Linked DNA regions of Bicyclus anynana: region 1 is linked to region 2. The links are chromatin contacts, called in public Hi-C maps. All regions are on one chromosome and are shown on one strand. Each heading gives the region's core, a stretch centred on a gene start, on an enhancer-like site or on the middle of the called end of the contact. The rest is flanking DNA. Distances are from core to core; before and after follow the strand shown.

The links. A called contact is a pair of places that touch in the nucleus more often than the background predicts.
Region 1: a Hi-C map of whole body shows a contact between it and region 2, with 4 times the contacts expected there. The contact joins two enhancer-like sites. A contact is called at or near these places in 2 of 2 Hi-C or Micro-C datasets (whole body and whole larva).

The regions. Positions count from the first base shown.
Region 1 is chr15:11,394,201-11,398,534 of ilBicAnyn1.1, forward strand. LOC112054155 (rab11 family-interacting protein 4A) reads left to right here. Exons shown (of 14, transcript XM_052885839.1): 10 at 1-73; 11 at 1,991-2,273; 12 at 2,775-2,920; 13 at 4,244-4,288. Among protein-coding and RNA genes, the nearest start is that of LOC112054158, 15 kb to the right of the region's middle. Within about 2 kb of position 2,206, at least 4 of the 8 cell types and tissues checked have open chromatin away from gene starts, as enhancers often do.
Region 2 is chr15:11,345,247-11,349,425 of ilBicAnyn1.1, forward strand. LOC112054155 (rab11 family-interacting protein 4A) reads left to right here. Exons shown (of 14, transcript XM_052885839.1): 7 at 1,061-1,099; 8 at 1,571-1,688. Among protein-coding and RNA genes, the nearest start is that of LOC112054158, 64 kb to the right of the region's middle. Within about 2 kb of position 1,600, at least 8 of the 8 cell types and tissues checked have open chromatin away from gene starts, as enhancers often do.

The sequences.
Region 1 (4,334 bases), core at 956-3,455, 50 kb after region 2:
GGACGCGCAGCTGGCCGCGCTCACCGACCGGCTCGGGGCCGCCGAGGCTGAGGCGTCGCACCTCAAGCAGGAGGTACTGCCACCGCAGACATTCTCCACATACTGTACTGCCACCGCAGACATTCTTCATATACTGTACTGCCACCGCAGACATTCTCCACATACTGTACTGCCACCGCAGACATTCTCCACATACTGTACTGCCACCGCGGACATTCTCCACATACTGTACTGCCACCGCAGACATTCTCCACATACTGTACTGTCACTTCAGACATTCTCCACATACTGTACTGCCACCGCAGACATTCTCCACATACTGTACTGCCACCGCAGACATTCTCCACATACTGTACTGCCACCGCGGACATTCTCCACATACTGTACTGCCACCGCGGACATTCTCCACATACTGTACTGCCACCGCGGACATTCTCCACATACTGTACTGCCACCGCGGACATTCTCCACATACTGTACTGCCACCGCGGACATTCTCCACATACTGTACTGCCACCGCGGACATTCTCCACATACTGTACTGCCACCGCGGACATTCTCCACATACTGTACTGCCACCGCGGACATTCTCCACATACTGTACTGCCACCGCGGACATTCTCCACATACTGTACTGCCACCGCAGACATTCTCCACATACTGTACTGCCACCGCAGACATTCTCCACATACTGTACTGCCACCGCAGACATTCTCCACATACTGTACTGCCACCGCAGACATTCTCCACATACTGTACTGCCACCGCAGACATTCTCCACATACTGTATTGCCACCGCAGACATTCTCCACATACTGTACTGCCACCGCAGACATTCTCCACATACTGTACTGCCACCGCAGACATTCTCCACATACTGTACTGCCACCGCAGACATTCTCCACATACTGTACTGCCACCGCAGACATTCTCCACATACTGTACTACCACCGCAGACATTCTTCATATACTGTACTGCCACCGCAGACATTCTCCACATACTGTACTGCTACTGCAGACTTTCTCTACATAGTAGCACTGAAAACGGAGGGCATTGGTACTGTCGCACACAGTACACTATAGACGTGCTTGGGATGTCGTATCAGTGCAGGGGACGGCATACGACTGGAGAGCCAATCGAAGCCGAAGAATGCACGTTCGCCCATCATCCCTCTAGCCCTTATCTTATCTAGCCTTCGTCCCTCTACCCTTTATCTTATTTAGCATTCGTCCCTCTACTCCTTATCTTATTTAGCCTTCGTCCCTCTAGTCCTTATCTTATTTAGCCTTCGTCCTTCAAGCTCTTATCTTATATAGCATTCGTCCCTCTAGCCCTTATCTTATTTAGCATTCGTCCCTCTCGTGTCTAGTCCTTATCTTATTTAGTTTTCGTCCCTCTAGCCGCTAGCTCTCATTAAATAAATAAATATACTTAAACAATACACATCGCTATCTAGCCCCTAAATAAGCATACAGAGTAGCTTGTGTTATGGGTACTAAGATAGTTGATATTATAATATTCATACACTACATATAAATACTTCTATAATGTATAAATACCACGCAGACACTGGAAAAAACATTATACCTTATTTTTGATTTCTGTGCAACAATTGCGCTAAAGATTCGTGCCAACACTTATAGGTAATATACTACAGCCTTTCTGTATGATTAATGTACCAACAAAACAATTTCAAAATGAGGGTATAAATTAATGGTCATTTCACTCCTAATAATAATTATAATTAACCTGATCTTAAATTAATGAAAATAAATTTTATTTTATAAGTAAACAAACCGTATATAATTTGAAATAAATAAGTTATAAAATGACATGCGTTTTCTACCTTCATTTCTAATTTGTTTGTTGGTAAACAGTACTCATCAAGAAAGGCTCTAGTATAGATACTTACTTGAAAAGGATAAATTTACGCTTTGTCACGATTAGCTATTATTCCAATAGGTTTACATTATTTTATTATGTTTTTAGGTTGGCCGGCTACGAGGCGTAGCAGAGACGTTGCGCGCAAACGCCGACATCGGCACCCGCAGCGCCCGCGAGGCGCAGGAAGCAGCGGGCGAGCTCGCAGCGCAGCTGAGCGCCGCTCGGGAAGCGGAACGCCGCGAGCGGGAAGCGGCCGACAGCGTCCGAGCGCAGCTCGCTTCCGCTCAGCTGGAGCTGCGGACGCTCCGAGCCGCGCCGCCGCCGCCGCCCGACCCGCGCCTCGACGAGCTGAGACAAGAGCTGACGTTGCTCCGTACGCAGAACAAATGTAAGTAACACATGTTCAAGCACAGCTTGCTTCCGCTTATTTCGAGCTAAGGACGCTCAGTGCAGTTCCTCGACGAGCTGAGACGTGACGTTGCTTCGTACGTAGAATCTCGAGATAAGAACGCTCAGAGCCGCGTCTTGATGAGCTGAGTCAACAGCTGATGTTGCTTCGTAAGCAAAACAAAGGTACATATCGTAATTGAGTAACAAATGCAAATGCAATGCTCACTTGCAAAATCAGTTCTTAGCGTAAGCTACCAACTATAACTTACCTCCCTATAAACAAACAAAGTTGATGTTGTGAAAGTGATTGTGAACTTAGCCTATTTGAATTAAACGAATTTTAATTTTTAGGAACTCTCCTAAAAATCAAAATTCGTTTAATTCAAGTAGGCACAATGAAGGCACTCAGAAATTGAAATTCAGTAACTTTAACTCATTAATAGATAGTACCCACTAAATACATTAACTCTGTTCTTTAATAAACTATTGCATATTTCAGCTCTAACAGAAGCTCAAGAGGAGCTTCAAGCTCAAATCCTAACCCGCGGCGTAGAAGAAGGACGCAGCTTGCTCGACGGAGTAAGCGGACCGCTGGTGGCCACTAACTCCCTAGCGCACGAACTCTCGCAAATGAGCGATCACGAGGTAAATATTCCATATCAAACCATAAACAAGTAGTAGTAGTATATCGCTTAATACAGCCTTTAAAAGATCATTCATGGGGAAAACTGATCATACTTTTGTGAAAGATAAAAAAAAATGATGCTTTTGAGTTTATCACATCCGATGCGGTATATGCAGTATACAAATTTTAACGTTCAAAAATCTTGTCCCTTGAAGATGAATACATAGTATCTTATTAGTCAAAAAAAAACTAATTGGGTGTAAGTAAATAAGTAGGTAATTAATGTAAGTAATGAGACCTGGGTAAAGCAAATACGATAAAAATGAATAAAAAATAAATATAACAAAATTATCTTACCCCCAATAAGTTTGAGATAATCTAGCATTTTGAATGATTTTCATTTCAACACTAATACAAGCGATTTCCATTAATTTTCTTTATCATTCCCATTTCACGAAAGTCTCTTATCTCATTATTTAAATGATAATTTAATAATGTTTTGTTTTCATTATCATATCTCACGTTTTTAAAACAGCTTTGCTGTGTTAAAATTAATATGTGAACCATGTCAACAATACTTTACATCGCTTTGCTTATCGGGGGGTGTAAAAAACAAGGACTATTTTCTGTAAGCTAAAAGGTGAAATGAAATCCAATTTGTATGGAAATGACATTTCGATGATAGATTTGCACATCGTTAATATCATTCCATGCAAAAGGAAACTTTATTCACTATTACGTTTAGAGAAGATAGAGTTATAAAGCCTATTACCCATAAGATAGACATTTCGCGAGCACATTTCAGTATTAATTAATTAGTAAATCATTAACTAAATCTGAATAAATTCTGTATTGCCCATACCTGCCACTTCAAGATATTAAATGACGGGTATACATTTTTAACACTGCATGTGACCAATCACAGAATGTGAATAATGGATTAATAATAAAAAAACCTTAACTGTAATAAATAGATTAAAGTTTGGGTACTAATGTCCGTTGCGATGACGTAACTTTTGTAGCGTTGACGTAGCGTTCGCGACGTTGACGTAACGTTCGTAGCGTTGATGTAGCGTCCGCGGCGTCGACGTAGCAATCGCGGCGTTGACGTAGCAATCGCGGCGTTGACGTAGCAATTAGTGCGTTGACGCAGCATTTGTGGCGTTAAATTTAGCATTTGATGGAAGGATTTAATTAAATCTAAGACTCTGAAGTCTCTTAAATCTCTAATACAATATTGATGCTCGCGAGGTGTATAATCTCATAATAAGGGCAATTAAGGGCAAGCCATATGATGTATGATTTGCGAAGCTACATAATTTATTTAATATGCGTTTTTGCAGCTCGATGGTAGCACACACACAGATCACAGCATAGAGTTGGAAAAGGTACGCCGTTTACACTTAATGTGTGTGCATGTCATGTACCTAGCCT
Region 2 (4,179 bases), core at 350-2,849:
AAAGTTGACGTGTGGATTGTATAGTTTTGTTTTATTATCGAATTCAAAGAAAGGAGGAGGGTCTCAATTCGAAGCGTTTTTAGGGTTCCGTATTCCACAAGGAACCCTTATGTATATATAGTATAGTATATCGGGAGTACATTCTGCTTAGATATTTATTTAGAATATACCTACTTATTCAAGAAGCAAATATTATACTGCGTCTGCATCTATAAATCATTCTAGTTTATATAACTGACAACTGTAATTACCGACTACACTAACAGATGCACAAAAGCGATAATGTTCCGAGAAATACCAAATAACATATTTCCTTCTTCCTATATAATATAGTTCATACATACAATATAGTTTATTAGACAACCGATAACTCGAAAACAGCTAAAGGAGATGGTCTAAAATTGTATGGAGCCTAGGATCAGTCATTGTACCCTGGCGGAAATAAAAGAAAATATTTTTTTCGAATATTTTTGACTATACAAATCTACGAATTGACTATGATTCTTTCGAAATAATATTCATTCTCTCCCAAGAAATGCAACACTATTATGGGTAATAATGGCGCATTGATGACGTTTTTAATGCAGTAGTCGATTTGACGTTTGCTGTCAATTATCATGTCATGTCATTTACATTTTAATAAAATCCTTGTATTTTTTAAATTTTAATGATACGAGGTAAAAGAGTGGACCTGAAATGGACCATCTCCTTTATAAACCTAAACCTTAAACTCCCTGATTAGTAAATTAAACAACAACTATTATTAATTGGTAACATTGCGGCTTAATGAAAATTCCAAGACTGACAATTTATTACACACAAAATTTCTACAATATAAAAAACGATATATAATACTAAAATCTTTAAAAATAAATAATAACAAATAACTACAGCATTCTATACAGGCTCGGACTTGAATGTGATTTTTATTATTTATTTATAACGAGTTAGGTCGGCAAGTTTTACGAAAAAACACAATACGTACCTACTAAAAAAAATATTGCTCAGCAGATCATTAATGTTGAATATCTTGTTTTAATTCTTGTTGTAATTGTTTCAGCTCTGGGAAGCGACAAATCGGCTCCAATGTCTTAGCTAGGTAAATATATTCTTAATATTTTATAACCAATTGTAATATTAGTTATCGTTTTTAAAAGAAACCCATAACCTGTAAAGTAGACAATGAAAATGATACCTTTCCTTTCATTTAATTCCAATGACAGTGTTGGGAGTGGTTCCGACAATAATCCAACTGAAATCGAACCCATGACCACTTCTCGGTGAGACCGGGCCCTTCACCTTTATTTTGTAATTTTTAATAACAGCGCCATCTATTGAAACACCGGCGAACTTTATCGTTCATACTACAACGTAGTACCACAAACTGAATGTAGATGGCGCTAAATTTTACTCGCACAACATCTGATAGATGGCGCTAAATTTTACTCGCACAACATCTGATAGATGGCGCCACTAGTATGAAGTTAATTCAAACGTTTAATTCAAAATTCTTTCCTGAGGTGTCCTGACGGCTGTGACTAGGTAATGGAGTGCATTATTATTGTTTTAGCCAATTGTACCGGTCGTCGTCCTTCAACTCGTCCGGGTGCGGGTCGGGTGGGGAGCCGGCTGACGACATGTACTCTGACGTCTCGCTAGAGGAGGATGTACAAGGCCTCAATTATAAGGTAAGTCCTAATTCCCATACATCCACTTCTGATATCAATATACCGACCTATTAAGAGTTTTTCTTTTATAAGTATATCCATGGGGCCATGGAACATTAGACTAGAATGACTAAAGAAGAAAAGGTAATTTTCAACCGATATCCAATCAGGAGGTTCTTCGTTTAGCTGTATGCATATTTTTTCATGTAGTGGTAATTTTTAAATAGGTCAATGAATGAGATGAGATATATGCCTTAATCTTGCCTACTACAAGTATATTATCTAGAGTTGTCATTCTTTATGTAAAATGTGATATTTTACATAAAGGATGGCAACTCTGCTCTCTCAACACAATGCTTGTTTAGCTTCATTATGAAACCAATAAAATTAACAAAAACATTAGGTACATGTTTTTTTTATTCCAGACACATAAATACATCCACGTTACTTTTAAATGTTAGAGGGTATCAGGAAGTAAGCCGCAGTTTTGGATAAAATGAATACGGATATCAATTTTATACTATAAATCTTAAATTTTCCCTTGACTCACAAATTGAATATATTATTTTTATTTAGTTGTGCCTCAAACTAAGTTTGTGGTCTACAAATTCAATGTTTGAGTCATATGTAGACAAAATTCTACCGAAACTTGCGAATGAATACTGCAAAAAACCAACCAGGTAGGTATAAAATTCGCGATTAAAAACAAGTTTCCCCGAAAATTATCTCATTTTCTTGGAAAACAGGTTAGGTAATTACTAATTGTAATTACCTATGGTGTGTCATTGGTATGTCATTGTTTTAGTGATAAAAGTGGAGTTATGTCAATTTCCTTCCGGTGTTATCTGCTATTATAAGTAGGTACCTGTACGAGGTCGTTGTGAATGGAATTTTCCTTGAAGGTAAAAAATTCAAAGCTAACGAATTTTTGTGAGACCAATCTGCTATCAGTTGAAGATCCTCATTTAATCTCTGTACCGCCAAATTACATTCATGTGGCTCAAAAGGAAATCATGGGCATATAAAAGGTATTTACAACTCTCAATATTATCAGTAATATTTGCACAGTATGAGATAAATTAAAGTGGACCTAAAATAGATCCTTGAGGAACCCCCTACTAACATTTTTTAACGGAGAAACGACACTTCTTCCCATCATCCTGCGTTACCTCAATGTTCTGGGTTATATTCAACAAATAACTGTCAAACTAATTCACTGAAAACACAACTACGGACAACGAGGTCCAGGGTTCGAATATGGGTCAGGTCAACAAAAAATACGTTGTAAAATTACATTATTTGTGAGATAACACTGAAAATAACACAAAACCTGTGTTATTTTCAGTGTTGTAAGTCAATTCAAATATTATTTACTCCTTACAATCTCACAAACTTTACCTCTCTAAAATAGTATCTAGTATAAATAGAGATTAGACAATTCGCAATGCAAGAATAGCTTTGAAAATTCCGTCAAATTTCATAAAGTAAAAAAACCTGCATAAAGGCATAAGGCATACTAATATTATAAAGCTGAAGAGTTTGTTTGTTTGTTTGTTTGATTGAACGCGCTAATCTGAGTAACTACTGGTCCGATTTAAAAAATTCTTTCAGTGTTAGATAGCCCATTTATCGAGGAAGACTATAGGCTATTTATTATCTCCGTATTCCTACGGGAACGGGAACCACGTGAGTGAAACCGCGACGCGTCAGCTAGTAAAAAATAAATGAGGCGGTAGCCAGTGCATAAAGGCATTGTTCAAAACGAATTACTAATAAACGTTTACTCAGAGGCAAAACAGAGCACTCGGTCATACGTCGGAGTCATCCACTCCTCAGTGACTAAGACGTGGTTTAATTTTGTACACTGAAAAGATTAATGAAACTATAGTCAGATTGAGTAGGTATTTTAAACTATGTAAACAAACAAAAACAGCTGACTCAGGTTTGCTCAACATTTTATCATTATTTACGAATATTATCATGAAATAAAACTTCCTGTGGTAAACAAATATTTTTTTTAATTTTATATTCCTATATAATATATCCTGTTATTTATCAAACAGATAATGCTTCACTTATATTAAGGGTTCCGTAGGCAATAAAGAACTCTTATAGTTTTGTTTCTTTATTATGTAGAAGCAAGCATAAGGTTTCCTCGACATATTTAAACACATTAATCAAAACGGTTTTCTCGGAGGACGATAAGGGTGATTGATTCGTACGTTTCTTTTTTGGTGACGGAAACAATAGCAACGCGGAATAACTGCTCCGGCTAGTTCCAGGCTCCGGTTCACTAATTTTCGTACTAAACTAAATAAAATTAATTAATTAAACTGATAAAAAACCCGACTGCATAAATGATAAAAAAACTGAAAAGAAAAAAAAGCTCAGTCCAGAAGTGTAGAAAACAATTAGAAAACAGTCGGGACCTATTATATTGAATAGAATGATTTTCGTCTACATTTTTTATTAGGTCCCGACTTTAGTTTGATCAATTTTTATATCATTTATG